Regions from separate parts of the Mus musculus genome. Here region 2 is linked to region 1. The links are chromatin contacts, called in public HiChIP or PLAC-seq maps. All regions are on one chromosome and are shown on one strand. The core of a region is the stretch at or near the end of the contact, and the rest is flanking DNA. Distances in the headings are between cores, read along the strand shown. Region 1 has its middle 31 kb from the start of Man1c1. Region 2 has its middle 7.9 kb from the start of Ncmap.

Evidence for each region. HiChIP or PLAC-seq counts read pairs in DNA pulled down with a chosen protein or histone mark.
Region 2: a contact with region 1 is called in an HNF4G HiChIP or PLAC-seq map of pancreatic cancer cells. The contact joins two enhancer-like sites. A contact is called at or near these places in 2 of 39 promoter capture datasets (liver and pre-B cells) and 1 of 115 datasets of contacts at active chromatin or transcription factors (pancreatic cancer cells).

Annotation. Positions count from the first base shown.
Region 1 is chr4:134,733,314-134,736,549 of GRCm38.p6, forward strand. No RefSeq gene overlaps it. Among named protein-coding and RNA genes, the nearest start is that of Man1c1, 31 kb to the left of the region's middle. Within about 2 kb of position 1,453, at least 248 of the 459 cell types and tissues checked have an H3K27ac peak or open chromatin away from gene starts, as enhancers often do. A contact at or near this core is called in pancreatic cancer cells, where this site is marked.
Region 2 is chr4:135,404,516-135,407,751 of GRCm38.p6, forward strand. No RefSeq gene overlaps it. Among named protein-coding and RNA genes, the nearest start is that of Ncmap, 7.9 kb to the left of the region's middle. Within about 2 kb of position 1,801, at least 46 of the 459 cell types and tissues checked have an H3K27ac peak or open chromatin away from gene starts, as enhancers often do. A contact at or near this core is called in pancreatic cancer cells, where this site is marked.

The DNA.
Region 1 (3,236 bases), core at 203-2,702:
TGATCCCTACCACTTTTGTTATTGTTGGGTTGCTGGATAGTCTGATGAAGAAGACTCGATTTGCCCCAAAGAATTCGATATCCCTAGTCATCAGGAAGTAATCTAAAAAGACCTGTGTCCCTTTCCCCTGTCACCCTCTTTCTCTCCTACCGAGTGTTGGGGGTTCGAAGGGATTTGGGTGCAGAGGAGTGGTAGACAATGGAACCCAATAACTTAATCCAAAAAAGTGCAGCTGCAGCTTAAAGACCAGCAGAGCGGGCGGAAACGTCAGTGAGCGTGAAACTGAAGCTCATTTTCCTAGCCAGGCTTGTGAGCTCAGCCTCTGAAGAGACTGGCATGGAGCTGCAGAGCAGTGGCTCCCTGGCTAAGTGTTTGCTTCTCTTCCAGAGGACCCTGGTTCAGTTCCCAGCATCCATGTCACGGGATTCAAGGAACTCCCACCCCAGCGGATCTGATGCCCTCTTCCAGACTTTGCAGGTACCCACACTCGCATGGCATGCACATGCATGCGCACACACAAATACGTACACACAAATGAAAATAAAACAATTGGTTTTTTAATGTAAATTAGAGAGGAGAAGTATACAAAATCAAACCATGCACCCCAAATAATAAGGCCAGAAGACCAAGGAAACCCCAGTTAGTGTCTGAGGGAAGAATGAAGGCACCCTCCCTCTGGACAGATAGGGAAACTAAGACCCATGGAGGTTGATGGTGCTGGGACTAGCACCCAGAGCCCAGCTCTATGGCTCAGGCCTGTGGTGAGGCATCTGGATTTTGCTGAGCGCCCCCATCCAGCTGTGCACATCTGTCAGCCTCTGTAGGATGAGACAATAACCAGGAGCAGGGGCCAAGTACTCAAAACCTCCAAGTAGAACAACGCTGGAGCCTCCAAGGGGCGGGGCTGGAGCCTCCAAGGGGCGGGGCTGGAGCCTCCAAGGGGCGGGGCTGGAGCCTCCAAGGGGCGGGCCTGGCAACCGTTTCCTGGGGCTGAGCCTGGGCCAGCAGGGCTACCCCTAGGCACTACATTCCTTTGGTCACACCTCATCCTCCGGTGGAGGGGATGGCCCCCCTGGAGGATTACCTCAGCAAGTCCTAACTCCTCGCTCAACCTCCTTCAGGATAAACCGGTTCCTCCCAGTTCTGCCGGCCCCACCCTTCATGTCTGAACCTAGTGTGCGCCCCATGGCTTCCCTACCCTCTAACCGGGAGGAAGGAGTGCTCAGAATCCTCAGTAGCCAGTGGGAGACCTTTGTACACAGAAGCTCTGGCTATGTAAGAGGAAGCTTCCCTTAACCCTTAGGAGCCTCTAGTGAGAGGGGAGATGGCCTCAGGTTCAGGGACTGACAGTCTGATGGAGGAGACCTTTGCCACCATCAGGAGGCTCTGTGAGCATGCCCAGATGTGGGTTGAGTGCGCACAGCGGCCCCAAGTTTACCGCAGTGGGCTCCAGTACCTCAATTGTGGGCGGTAGCCAGCATCCTCACACTACCACCACACCCTGAGGCAACAGGAAACACATATTCCTGCCACACCCGTGCTTCTAGTGAGAAACTGGCCTGCTGTGGCTTCCACTGTCTCCATAGGGGTCCCCTCTTGCGCTGAAACCCATGCCAAGCAGGCCCACAGTGCTTGATACCGGGCAGGCTCAGCCTGCCTCTGCCGGGCCCTGAAGTTGGTAAGGCTCCAGAAGCCTGGCTTGCAAGGACTCACGGTTACAACATTGTCCTGTTGTCACCATGCCCACCAAGCCTGGAGATAATAACAGACAAAAACACAGAGCCCTTCTCTGATCTACCACAGTGGGGAAGCCAGTAACAGCTCTTGGAATTTTGTTTTGTTTTGTATTTTCGAGACAGGGTTTCTCTGTGTAGCCCTGGCTCTCCTGGGACTCCCTCTGTAGACCAGGCTGGCCTTGAACTCAGAAATCTGCCTGCCTCTGCCTCCCAAGTGCTGGGATTAAAGGTGTGTGCCACCACTGCCAGGCTCAGCTCTTGGAATTTAAGCAGAGACCACCTCTGTGGAAATGATAACACCCGGTTTGCTGGGTTTCTAACTCTTACTATTCAGTCCCCTTTCTTAGCTGGTGAGCAGGAAGGCAGGTCTGTCTTAAGTGGGAACCTGACATTGGTCCCAGCTGGCCAGCTGTGGAAGCACACCTGTCCCTACCTCAGTTTCTCAGGCACCTCCTTCATGTCAGGGACACACAAGTGTCACACAGGGCACAGCTGAAACGACTTGTTGGTGAGCAGTAGCAGTGCCGGGCTGCCCAGCGAGCACCCCTATCCCTTACGGCCACGGTTTCCCATAAGGCACATTGTCCACGCCAGGAGCCACAACCTGTCCTCAACTCCACCTTCCCCTGAGCCAGCTTTTCCCGTAGATCCCATGAGCAACTTGGTGTCTCTTCAGTAATTTCCTTTTGTTTTCCACTAAAAAAGTTGACTTTGGAAGTTGAGGAGATGGAAGAATCAAAGATCTGTCTGGTCTAGTCAGGTCAGAGGGCGGAGAAAGCCCCACAGCACATCCAAGGGAATGTGGATCTAATGGCCCGAAGTGTGGAGTGAGTGTTGAAACAGCTAATTAAATTACATTTACTCCATTAATTAAATGGTGGCCTGTGGCCATCTGGAAGGGAAAAACCACCATCAAGGTCAGAGGCCTGAGGGCAGGGCCCAGTCCATACAGCCCATGGGGACAGGAGGTGTTTGAAGGCAGATTCTGCTTCTGTGACAAAGGGGGAGGGGGGGTGCTGCAGGAGTAGAGGGTGGAGAACAGAGAAGGGAGAGAAGAGAGTGAGAGAGGAGACAGTGAGAGAGAAGAGAGAGAGAGAAGAGAGAAGAGAGAGAGAGAAGAGAGAGAGAGAGTGAGTTAGTTCAAATCCTCAAATCCTAGCTCCAGTCTGTGCCTGGGGCCAAGAAACACTTTATATAACCAGGCTAAAAATTCTCTTGCCTTTTTCTGCCACTGGAGCGGTTTGTGGAAAGCCCAATGTAGAGTTAGATCCCTCTCCGGGGACAAATTCCAGAGGCAGCTGTGCTCAGAGCTTCTCCCTCTTCTGCCGGCTGTACACATGCACACAGCCCCGGGGCAGCCTCGGCTCTTTCTCTTATTTTATGGCCTTGTGCTGTATGGGGTACATTTGGCTGCGAGTAACAGAAACTGTGAGACCCGGAGGGAGGGAGCTGGGCTTCTGGTGCCCCACAAGTCTGCTAGGAGTTTTCTCTCATTTCTGC
Region 2 (3,236 bases), core at 551-3,050, 670 kb after region 1:
GATGGCTCAGTAGGAAAAGGTGCTTGCTGCTAAGGCCGAGAGACTTGAGTTCCCTCCCTGGGAGCCTACGTGGTGGAAGGAGAGAACTGCATCTACATATTGTGATTTGATCCCCTCATGCACACACGGGCGTGCCCGCACACAAGAAATAAGTAAATGCAATAAAAGATTTTATTTTATTTTTTAAAAGATGGGCATGGTGGCATACTGTTTTAATCCCAGCACTTGGTAGGCAGAGGCAGGTGGATCTCTGTGAGTTCAAGGCCAGCCTGGTTTACAGAGTGACTTCTAGAACAGCCAGGACTATTACACAGAGAAACCTCTATATTGAAAAATTCAAATAAATAAATGTTCGGCAGGGAAGGTACTATTAGTGCAATTTATACCTGAAAAAACCCAGGGCTTTGGACTTGGCCAAAAAATCAAAAATCAGAACCGCCCCCAACAACCCCTAACTGCTTAGCATTGTGGGAGCCCTGGGGAAGGAGATTGAGATCTGGCAGGTCTGAGGGTCACAGTCCTGAGCAGAGATGTCACTGGTGCTATGGCCCCACCTTTTGCTCTCTGCTAGCTGGGTGGAGTCACCCCAGATATCACTCTCAGGGAGCCTCCCTTCCCAGCTTCCCCTGCGCTCCACCCTTCTCACACAAATGCTCTGGAGTCACTGTTTCTTAAACACTAGCACCTGGGCCAGCCTGTGACCTGTCACCTGTCTGTGACCTGTCACCTGGTTATCTGTCTGTGTCAAAGCCTATGACCAGAGCACAGAGGTCCTATCCTAACCAGACACATCAAAAGGAGTCTGCAGAATGACTGGCTATTATGGGACAGCTGCAAGGGCAGGTGGCAGGTCCCTGCATAAGACTGGCAGTCAAAGGAAAACGTGTTAAAAGATTTTTGTTAAGATTTATTTTATGGCTGGGCGGTGGTGGCGCACGCCTTTAATCCCAGCATTTGGGAGGCAGGGACAGGCGGATTTCTGAGTTCGAGGCCAGCCTGGTCTACAAAGTGAGTTCCAGGACAGCCAAGACTATACAGAGAAACCCTGTCTCGAAAAACCAAAAAAAAAAAAAAAAAAAAAAGATTTATTTTATGTGTATGTGTGTTTTTCCTGCATGCGTGTCTGTGCACCACATGTGTGCCCCTGTCCGTGGAGGTCAGAAGAGAGTACTGTATTCCCTGGATCCAGTGGTTGTGAACTACCTTGTGGGTGCTGAGAACCAAATCCTTTGCAAGGGCAGCAAGCGTCCCTAACCACTAGGCAATTCCACCAGCCCCACTTTATCTTTAGGCTTTCCTCTCTGCCTCCCCAACCTGTTGTCACAGTCCTCCCTTGAGCCTGGCTTCTGGTTTTTTTCTTCTCCATTTTCCTTAGTACAGTGTGGTGGTCTTTAGAGTTATCCCTTCTGTGGTCACTGCTCACTGGCAGAAATAAAAAGTCTAGAAACACCAGTTCCCGCCCCATTAACTACGAGATGATGATGGTGATGTGTTTGTGTGTACATGCATGCACATGTGTGAGTATGTGTGTATGTGTGCGTGTGGCCTTTCACAGGGGAAACTGCTAGTGAGCCTAGGATCACTTCACACTCAAAGGCAGCTTCTCAGGTGCAGAGGGACCCCTCCCCTCTCTGCTCTAGCTTTACCAGCGGTTACTAGGAATTTCTAATGGGCTAGGAATCACCTCAGAAATGACTACAGTAGCCCAGGAAATCAGCTAGACAGTATTAGAAACCTCAGCTCGTGAGAGACTGAGAAAACACCAGCTTGCTCACTTCATTTCCTCTTCTGGGGGGGGGGGGGCAGGCTTGACAGAATCCCTTAGCCAGGAAGAGCAGAGAACTCGCCAATCAAGATCTCAGTTACTCAAAAGATGCTGAAGGTGCATGGCACTGGGCCAAGACCAGAGTCACCTGATTACTTCTCTGAATTGTAGGGAAATTGTGACTCACGTCTACCACCCACAGAGAGCACTGAGTGATACTGCGTTTTCCCATTCATTTGGAGTAAATTATTTAACAACGAATCCAAAAAAACAAACAAAAAAACCCCAATCCCCCCATATATATACATACATACATACACACACACACACACACAAACGCCCATCTATAAACCCACCTATATACCCATCTCATATTTCTGTATTAGTTAGGGTTTTACTGCTGTGAACAGATGCTATGACCAAGGCAAGTCTTATAAAAAACAACATTTAGTTGGGGCTGGTTTACAGGTCCAGAGGTTCAGTCCATTATCATCAAGGTGGGAGCATGGCAGTGTCCAGGCAGGCATGGTGCAGGCAGAGCTGAGAGGTTACATCTTCATCCAAAGGCTGCTAGTGGAAGACTGACTTCCAGGCGACTAGGGTGAGGATCTTAAGCCCACACCCACAGTGGCACACCTACTCCAACCAGGTCCCACCTATTTCAACAAGGCCACACCTCCAAATGGTGCCACTCCCTGGCCCAAGAATATACAAACCATCACAATACCCATCTATATACCCATCTATATACCGATCTATATGCCCATCTATATACCGATCTATATTCCCATCTATATACCGATCTATATGCCCATCTATATACCGATCTATATGCCCATCTATATACCGATCTATATGCCCATCTATATACCGATCTATATGCCCATCTATATACCGATCTATATGCCCATCTATATACCGATCTATATGCCCATCTATATACCGATCTATATGCCCATCTATATACCGATCTATATGCCCATCTATATACCATCTATATACCGATCTATATACCCATCTATATACCATCTATATACCGATCTATATGCCCATCTATATACCATCTATATACCGATCTATATGCCCATCTATATACCATCTATATACCGATCTATATACCCATCTATATACCCATCTAGCCACAGACTGAGCACCACTGGGCACTCTTCTGAAATATTTATCCTCAAATAAAAGGCACAAGAATCACCCAAAAAACACCTTGTATTTCATTTAAAGATATCACAGCAAAATATTTTCTTACAGCAGAAGAAAATATCATGCAATCATTAACTCGCCTTAGCTCAGTGGCAAGGCAGGAAGAAGGCAGATGTATTAACAGTTTTGAAAAGGAATTATGTTGTTCTGGGGCAGTGAGATGGCTCAGTGGGAAAGCCTGCTGACCTGGGTTTGATCCCTGGAGCCCACACAGAGGAGAACCTTCCAGAATTATCCTTTAATCTCCCTGTGGTGC